Regions from separate parts of the Danio rerio genome. Here region 2 is linked to region 1. The links are chromatin contacts, called in public Micro-C maps. All regions are on one chromosome and are shown on one strand. Each heading gives the region's core, a stretch centred on a gene start, on an enhancer-like site or on the middle of the called end of the contact. The rest is flanking DNA. Distances are from core to core; before and after follow the strand shown.

The links. Hi-C and Micro-C count contacts between places; a contact is called where the count stands out from the background.
Region 2: a Micro-C map of caudal fin shows a contact between it and region 1, with 6 times the contacts expected there. The contact joins the promoter of ctdspla here to the enhancer-like site in region 1. A contact is called at or near these places in 6 of 18 Hi-C or Micro-C datasets (caudal fin, embryo, hematopoietic stem cells and 2 more) and 2 of 4 datasets of contacts at active chromatin or transcription factors (caudal fin and embryo).

The regions. Positions count from the first base shown.
Region 1 is chr24:24,357,260-24,362,188 of GRCz12tu, forward strand. It overlaps ctdspla (CTD (carboxy-terminal domain, RNA polymerase II, polypeptide A) small phosphatase-like a), which reads right to left. Exons shown (of 7, transcript NM_001045447.2): 3 at 3,625-3,726. Among named protein-coding and RNA genes, the nearest start is that of mir26a-3, 17 kb to the left of the region's middle. Within about 2 kb of position 2,247, at least 34 of the 62 cell types and tissues checked have an H3K27ac peak or open chromatin away from gene starts, as enhancers often do. A contact at or near this core is called in caudal fin and skeletal muscle, where this site is marked.
Region 2 is chr24:24,401,322-24,406,250 of GRCz12tu, forward strand. ctdspla (CTD (carboxy-terminal domain, RNA polymerase II, polypeptide A) small phosphatase-like a) reads right to left here and starts at 2,908. Exons shown (of 7, transcript NM_001045447.2): 1 at 2,494-2,908. The coding sequence starts at 2,569.

The DNA.
Region 1 (4,929 bases), core at 997-3,496:
GCAAGGAAATTTCCACTGTATGTCTGATAATATTTTTTCTTCTTGTTTTATTTCGGATAGAATAAAAGCAGTTTTTAATTTTTTATAAACCATTTTAAGGTCAAAATTATTAGCCCCTTTAAGCTATATATTTTTTTGATAGTCTACAGAACAAACTATTGTTATACTATAACTTGGCTAATTACCATAACCTGCTTAGTTGCCCTAATTAACCTAGTTAAGCCTTTAAATATCACTATAGGCTGTATAGAAGTGTCTTAAAAATATCTAGTAAAATATTATTTACTGTCATCATGGAAAAGATAAAAGAAATCAGTTATTATAAATGAGTTAGTAAAACTATTATGTTTAGAAATGTGTTGAAAATTGTATCTCTCCGTTAAACAGAAATAGGGGAAAAATTAAACAGGGGGGCTAATAATTCTGACTTCAACTGTATATATATATATATATATATATATATATATATATATATATATATATATATATATATATATATATATATATATATATATATATATATATATATGTATATATATATATATACATACACATACATACATACATACATATATATATATATATATATATATATATATATATATATATATATATATATATATATATATATATATATATACATATATATATATATATATATATATATATATATATATATATATATATATATATATATATATATATATATATATATATACATACATATATATATATATATATATACATATATATATATATATATATATATACATATATATATATATATAAACCAAGCAATTCAATTTATAAACAAATACATAAAGTTGTAAAGTTTTATTTTTTTTTAAATGATGGTTCCTTACCACATAATAATAAATAATAAATATGCTTACTTTGAGTATTTATTTGAGATTATAGAATTTATTTGAGAATAAAGATTGCAGTGATGCAAAAGAAAAAAATGCAGAAAAGTAAAGTACAATTACAGCAAAAAGCTCTAAAAAAGAGGCAATTTATTTAAAGATGTAAAAAAGGCATTTCATTTTTTAAAGGCGTTTAATATTATAGAAAAACGCCTTTTTTGAGACTGGATTTTGTTACCAAACACATACTTGTACACCTGTTTACAAACAGTTGGAAACTGAAACATATATATTGTGGTGTGTAAAAGAACAATAATGCAGGTAAAATTAATCCATTAACTTTAAAAAACTAAGCGATAGATATGTTTTAATTAAAAATACATTACCAGTTAAAAGTTTGTGGTCAGTAGGATTTTTAAATGCTTTAGAATAAGCTTCTCCTGCTCACCAAGACTGCATTTTTAAAATTAAAAATACAGTCAAAATTGTAAAATTGTGAAATGTTATTTCACTATAAAATAACGAAAAGTGGTTTATAATTTCATTTAATAATTTATTCAAGTGATTTTAAACTTGAATTTTCAGCTTCATTACTCCAGTCTTCAGAGTCACGTGATCCTTCAGAAATCACTCTAATATTAATTTTTATTACTATTGTAATAATTTTATTAATGGTAATAGTAATAAAATCAATAATGTCTGGAGTAATATTTTCATTTGAAACTACATACAATAAGAAAGCAATTATTTAAAATTGTAAATAATTTTTACATTAATTTAATGCCACCTTGATGAACAGAATCATTTTCTTAAAAAAAAAAACATTAATAAAGAATCACCCCAAACTTTTGACCGGTAGTGTATATATTTTTAGACATTTTGAGCAACTAAATACCATTTATTCCAAAGAGGTTTTTAACTCTTTATGATCAGATATGTTCTTATAAACCTCAAACAATCTGTTTTAAACGCAATTTCTCACCAATTCCTTTTTAAAGCAAATGTACGTCCAGTTGTTTATTTATTTGATTGTTAAAAAGCTATTTTAAAAAGCACCCTGACTATATTGAACAGTAATATATAAAATGAAACATTAAAAAGTAACGTTGTTTATATTTTATTCCATTTTGCAGCTTTATTTTGTAAATGTAAGTAAAGTAATTGTGTAAATGCCAAAGATTTAATTTAGTCAATTCATAAATGTAAAAAATATACATATACGCAATAATCACGAGTATCAAAATACATTGTAAACAAGTACGGCCACCATCAAATCTTTGTTGTGTAACTGTGAGCATACCTTTTTCAATGTAACATGTGAGCGCGAGTGTGTTTTGATGTCAGGGTGGGTGTATTTGTGTGTGTGTGTGTGCGAGGTTGTGAACGCGCACAAAGGCATGCATCCCTCTCTCTGGGCCTCTTTCTCTCAGTCGCCGCCTTTCTCTCGTCTCTGAGCAAAAACAGGAGCTGCCAGGCAGACATTTTAAAGGAGGACAGGCTTTGCTTTACCAAAACATAGTTATTAGTCTTAGAGCAAACACATTCACTATCTGTCACAGTCATTCTCTCTTGGGAGCGAGGATTCATCCAGCTGTGCGAGACATGTATGCATTAAGCTGGATGCCTGTATATATATGTAAATCTGAGCTGATTGTGTGCAGTCAAGTTGTTTATTTGACCATATGTGTGTGTGAGTGTGTGTACGTATGACTTAAAAAGCAGCCTAAAACCAAGATGCAGAGAAGTGGGTCACTACACTCAGCAGGTGGCTCCCTGAAGCACTACTTTCTAGGGACCAGACAAACATTTAATCACTGAAGAGGATTTAATTCATCTGGGACTTAAAATCCACCCCAACGGTCTCAAAGATCTGCCAATACAGTCTGTTATCATGGCTTTTGTTGTGGCAGCAAATCATCAGGCCAATTAAAACCCTCTGAATTTATACTTTTTCATCTATTAATGAAGACTGAGATTACTGTGTATACTAAGACAGCTGTCTTTTCATGGAGAACTGTAAGTGAAATGAAACCTCAAAAGTGATTAGTTTGAAATGGCTTCACATACACAGAAACTCCATACAAACAATGCTTTGTGTAGGAGACTTGATTTATACACTCTTTTAGGAATAAAAAACAAACAAAGCAGACAAATAAATGGTAACTTCTATATTCTATTAGTAGACAGAAAAACACAGATTAATAATCAACACTGCCTGCTTTCTCCACCATGTCATATTGTAATGCTTTCAGAGATTTGCTTCTCCATAAAAAAAGTCTTGTCATTGATCTTTGTTGTAAGAGTAACATAAAATATATATATATATATATATATATATATATATATATATATATATATATATATATATATATATATATATATATATGGTTTCTACTGTATTTTTAATGGAAAATATATATATTTTTAGCATTTTCTAAATATACTAAACTCAAATAAATTCAGGGGTTTCCTCCTCCATGCAAGATCTTTATTATACAAAATAAAAAAATAAAAAAATGTGATTCTTCAAAAGAATCCTCATGCAAGCAGCTAATTAGGTTTTGAAACATAACTATAGTTAAAAATACATATTTTTAAAAATCTTGTCATATAATATAGAAGAAACTGATTAACATGAGGAAACAACGATTTAGTAATTCCATACAAAAAGGTGAATATTAGATTTAACATCCCCTTTATTCACACATAAAATATCATAGCAAAGATGTTAGTATTTTAGTTTATGTGAGAGAATAAGTACCTTGAAGGAGCTGTGCACAAGGGTCTCGTCCAGGTCAATGACCACACAGTTCTTGCCGTAATCATTAATGCTGACCTCAGGCAAAATGTATTTGGCTGGAGGCTGGAAAAAACACAATACAGATAAATACATAAAAGGAGAAGAGGCCAAACAAGCAGTTCAGCAGAGGATAAAAGATGCATGCTTATCATATCAGCCAGACATTTGAAGTAATAATCAAAAGCTATGGTCCACAATCCAACGGGGCACAACATGCTCTGGAGATTCTTCTGTTGTTGTCCAATATCAATCCCAAATGATGTACTGGGATCTGGTGCTTTTGGATAACCTTGAAACAGCGATCACAGCACTGCGTTAAAGTGACTGTCCCTCAAATTGGCTTCACTGCCAAATCATGCTGCCTAAACACAAGCTGCCTCTGTAGACGCTCTGCCAGAAATGGGAAAGAGACGTCCTTTACTAAGCCTGACCTAAGGGAGGCAGATGGACTTGCCTAAGGGGCCGGAACACACTCTCACTTATTCAAAGACGCAAGCTAAGTCATACACATCCCATGCATGCATGCATGCATGAATAAGAAATGTACATTCATGACAGTAATATGCCTAATACCCTATACATGTGCAGTTGAGCATGAGTGTTAATTAAAGGTCATGGAGGACTGGATGATTTATCTGTGCCAGTATAAATCTGTCTGAGGCCTTCATGACCTTTCACTGCTGTTACATACGGTACGTCTACCTCATCAGATTTCAACAACTATTATCAATTCTAATCAGATCTATTGCTTTTTAACTATTCGTATAGAATTTATAGGCAGTTGGATATAGTATAGTACAGTATCCATTTATTTCCATTTCCACTGTCAGAAGTACCAAAGTAGCTAACCGTACCACTTTTGGGACCCTAAGAAAAGCAGCTGCTGCTCACTGCTGCAGAACACTATTGGTTTACAAAGAATTGTCACTTACATAATATTAAATTCTGTTCTACACTTTATTAGGTACACCTGTCCAACTGCTCGTTAATGCAAATTTCGAATCAGCCAATCACATGGGTTGGATCCGAAATCGCCTACTACTCAATAGGTACTGCATTTGATATTAAATGTACTACTCGACCGTTAGAAAAGTACTTTCTATACAGTGTAAATGTGAGTGGTATGAATGTAACTCGGACGTACTACATCCTCCATTCTGTCATGATCCCATGACCTACCCAGTCATTTGCATAGCTTCACTCCCATTCTTGAATTTTCTCGTGAGGCATCATTGGATGTGCATTGGATGCACACTTCAGAATGTT
Region 2 (4,929 bases), core at 1,658-4,157, 45 kb after region 1:
CCCAAAACCAGACTATACTTCTGCTTTGCTCTCAGCATATAAGCTCCTCAACACGTGGACTACCGTCTGCTTGTGCTCTCAGAAACTGTAAAACGTTTATATTGTGTTGTTATCCTCAAAAAAAAAAGCAGCCAACAGCCACATAAAAACCATTTGCCAGATTTATTTACTCGCATTAATTCGTTTGGGCTAATCTCCTAACCTCATCTTACTTTGGTGCGCGTTGTGTTGATTTAAGCAGACGCAACACCTCCATGAGGCTAAACGTTCTCAGGAGAACCACTCAAAGGAAGACGCAATTATAAAAAGCCACTGATAACTTGTTTCCCTCAGAGTCTATGGAAGGGAATTCAATACCACATTGTTTTCGATCAACTATAACACACCGGAAAAGCCTGTGTTTTAACAGCATTAGGCTTTAGATGGCGACCACAACAACTCAAAATGTGTCAGGAGCGCTTGGGAAAAGTGCCAGGCTGGAGGAGAAGATATTGATTTACTGGGCAGACTCCCTGAGATTTTTAGTGAGTAAAATAAATCTTAATTAGAAGCACTCCGAAATTGAAAGAGGAAATCAACTGAGACACGATAAATTCCTCAAGATATGCTACAGACATATGCTTCCGTTACAAACAGCAAATCTGAAATAACTCTATTATTTACAATTGACTTAAAACACACTTTTTATACCAAGTCATAAATGAAGTAAAATGAAGTCAATTAGTACAGAGACCCTTACTACTAGCAACACTTCTTGAAATACCTTTAAAGCAAATGGTTATATGAAGACAACAAACATCCAGGTGCTGTTCACACTGCTGAAAGCAACATTTGGATAAGAATGTAAACATGTGCTGCTAATTTGCTTCTTAATAACAAAATACATGAACAACAAAAATGGAAACAGCGTTCTCTAAAAGCATCTGATTTTAGCAATAATGTTGACAGATGACAAATAAATTTACACAGCTACAGTATGAAGCACATGATTATTAAGTTCTATCAAGTATAATGGAGAATCCAGACTATAGATCTGGCTTTGTGAGACTATATTTTGAATAAAACCCCTTTCTTGGCATGACAGAAAAGTACAGAAAGACTCTTTCAACATTATCTTTTATTTTAAGCATTCGTTTCATGTGTCAGAATCGAAGAGGTGATGTACATGTCACATCCTTTTGATTATCCCAGCAGAAATGCTCAGTCTTTCACATAAAAAGTTGTCAATAGGCATTCAAAACAACCTAAGAAGTCAAAGAGTTTTTTTTTAATTATTAAAATCTGTGGAATAGACTGCAATTCTTGTCTACAGCCATTTTAAATGTTTGTTTGTTTTTGTAGCATCCACAATGACTTTTCACATAGAAAACCATCCACACACCTAACCAGTACAATATTGTTATGTGAAAGGCGGGGAGGACATACATTTATAACTAAAGAGAGTCTAAAATCATCAAAAACACTACCTTATTATACATTATCTGAGCATAAGAAATACTAAAATTCCATACCACCATAAACAGCAAGTAAGGCAAAGCCAGTTCACAGTGCATTGATTTAAGGTTCAGTGGCATTAAATAATTTGATCCGCTTATTGAGGCTCCAGCACAAGCATTAAGACTGTTTGCTCTGATGCTTAGGAAAATAACTGTGTGCAAGTACAGTGCATTCATGTTAAACACATTGTTGCTTAATACTGTACCACAAAGAGACGGCCAGCAGGTTGGAAACAGTATAAGATTCTCAGAAAGGAACTGGCAACCATACATAATTTTCATATTCAGAACGCTCTTAAAAATAAATTTGACATGCATGAAAAACCTTTTCACATCCAAAAATTATTTCAGTTTCATAAAAGGTTCTTCATTCTTTATGTTATTATTTGGCCCTTCCAGGTTTATTTTTATATTGCTATGAATATATATAATAATAAAGATTTAAATAGATTTTTAATTTATATTACAGTAATTTATTTAGATTTGTTGATTCTTTTCCAGAAAATGACACTGGTCAAATGTTTTCATTTGTTGTGATCGGAAATAGAGATGTTTACAAAATAAGACAAAAAAATATTGTTTTACTCAAAAACAACTGGCCTATATTGCCATTTTGAGCACTATATATAAATATAATTTAGTTTTGCTAACCAATTGCCATTATCTGAAAAAAAATCTTCAAAATGACAGTAGATATATTTGAAAATAAGAAGAAATATTAACAGACCTTTATAGCTTCAAAATATATAAATGTTTTACTCAAACCCCCACCTAAATCCTGTGAATCTAGATAAACTGAGAATTGTCAAGCAGTCTCCTAATTTTTCATCCATAAATAATACTAATAACAATACAACTACTACTAATAATAAAAAATATTAGAAGTAGTAGATTTAAACAAAATATATTAATTTCATCAGCAGAAACGCCGCAGTTGATTCCGCTGTCAAAACAAAAACATCCTTCATCCAGTCACATTCACAGCCAATCGCCTTACCTTTTTCTTGGCAAGAAGAAAGGATCTCTTCCTCCTTTGGATTTGCTACCTGGGTAATGATGGACGTGTTGTCCATGGAAACGGGATTTTATTCCTCCTCGGTCACTTATGTTTTGATAATTTTCGGCTAGCCTGATGCTAGCGAGCTAGCGTGTGAGTCCAGATGGCAGACGCACCATACATGCATTCACCGCACACGATCCTCCAGCACCGCATCCAAATAAACACACACACGCACGCACACACGCACACACACCGCACAAACAGCAGATCCTCCTGTCAGACCGCAGAAACTAGCAACAGTTCAGCCTTCATGTCCTGTGAGGTCTATGGAGATCAGTGACAGTGTGTAATAACAAAGAGTCTGATCTGCAGCCGCTCTTTTCTCTCCCCGTATGTGTGTGTGTGTGTGTGTGTGTGTGCGCGCGCACACACAAACTAATGTGACCGTGTGAAACTGGGATTTGCAACAATGTAGCCTACTGTGGTAACAACTACAGTGAGAATGACCTGCTTTTGGAAAGACATTGTTGATGTTAAAAACACGGGGGGAATTAAGGTAAGGCACTGCAGGTGAGTATGGTAAAAAATAAAATAAAATCAAATAGGCCTAATTAAAAATAAATAAAATAATAATAATAATAATGATAATATAGGTTAATCAGTCAGATGATGTATAACAATATTCCCAAATAACCTTCAAATTATAGACATAAGTAAATCTTTAAAGTTTGGTGTATGTATATATTTATACGTACAAATTAAATTATACAAAATGTAAAAGTGAATTTTGGATGTTTTGTTTAAACCAGGAAAAATGAGAGAGAGAGAGAGAGAGAGAGAGAGAGAGAAAGAGGTCTTAGATTAATTCATTGTGATATTGTGTTATTGAAGTTTACATTACTTGGTGATCATAGTTTTACTTAATATCAGCTAAGCTGTCAGAAGAAGCAGAGGCAAACAATAAATTTCATGACAATATTCTAATTTAGGATGTCACGATGGCACAGTGGGTAGCACGATCGCTTCACAGCAAGAAGGTCACTGGTTCGAGTGGGTCAGTTCAGTTGTCATTTCTGTGTGGATGTTCTTCTCCTGTTCACATGGGTTTCCTCGGGTAAGCTAAATTGTCTGAAGTGTATGGGTGTGAATGAGTGTGTATGGGTGTTTCCTATTGTTGGGTTGCAGCTGGAAGGGCATCCGCTGCGTAAAACAGATGCTGAAAAAGTTGGCGGTTCATTCCACTGTGGCGACCCCAGATTAACAATACTGTAGGACTAACCTGAAAAGAAAATGAATGAATGAATAAATGAATTAAACTATTTTAATTAATCCCTTATGCATGTTTTCTACAAAAGTAACAATTAAATGTTTTAATTAAACAAAAATAATAATAATATTACATTATTTCTAAAAACAACAACGTAATATGCTCTACAAAAAATAAACATCTTGAATTTTTTTAAACAAATAATATACAAAATATATAATTAAATCATATTTCTATTTCATTATTTAAAAACATTGTGCAATGTATGCCCTGCAACACACACAAACACACACACACACACACACACACACACACACACACACACACACACACACACACACATCAGTTTTCATTTTGTTTTCTATACAAAAGAATATTTAAATTATTCATTCATTCCTTCATTTTCTTTTTGGCTTAGTCCCTTTATTAATCCGGGGAAAATACTTCTAAAATATATAAAATAAAATTTCACATTAAACTGTTTAATTACTCCCAGGTTTGTTTGTATTTTTTTAACTGGCTTTTAAAATATTTGCAGTATATGTTACCAGTTTTCTTAGTTGCTTAATCTGTAAACATCAGATATGACGAATAAAAAAAATCTTAAAGATAAAAGCATAAAGTACACATCTGTGGTTTAAAGGGAAATGCTTTTGCCGAGATACTAAGAGAATTCGCAGTGATTTCAGAAATCTTTTAATGACAGAGAGAAAGAGAGAGTGAAAAAGAAAGAGGTGGGAGGGTTATTGAATATTTTATGAAGGTGGGTGTTTGATCTTAATGTTTAATAAGGCTGGCTGTGTGATGCAATCGTCACTTCGGATGGTTTTACAGCTTTTTTAAATACTCTTATCACATTTTTATAGCCTTTGTACTCATCATGCAATATTAATAAAAGCGATTATGTAAATATAAATGAAAACATTTCAACAGTCAATAAAACAAATAACATTTTGTGTGTGTTGGTCTTATGTAGAGTTGTTAAGTGTGTTAAATGTGTTGACAGTGTTTACATTCTGGCGAATGGCTTTAGTGTAAATAAAAAATGGATTTACTAAATAGTTTTTCCATGGTTGTTGTAACAAGGCAATATTTAAATGTGTGCTTATACTGACATCTGGTGGCTAAATAGTAAATTGTTAGTTTTGTTATTTTATTATTATTTT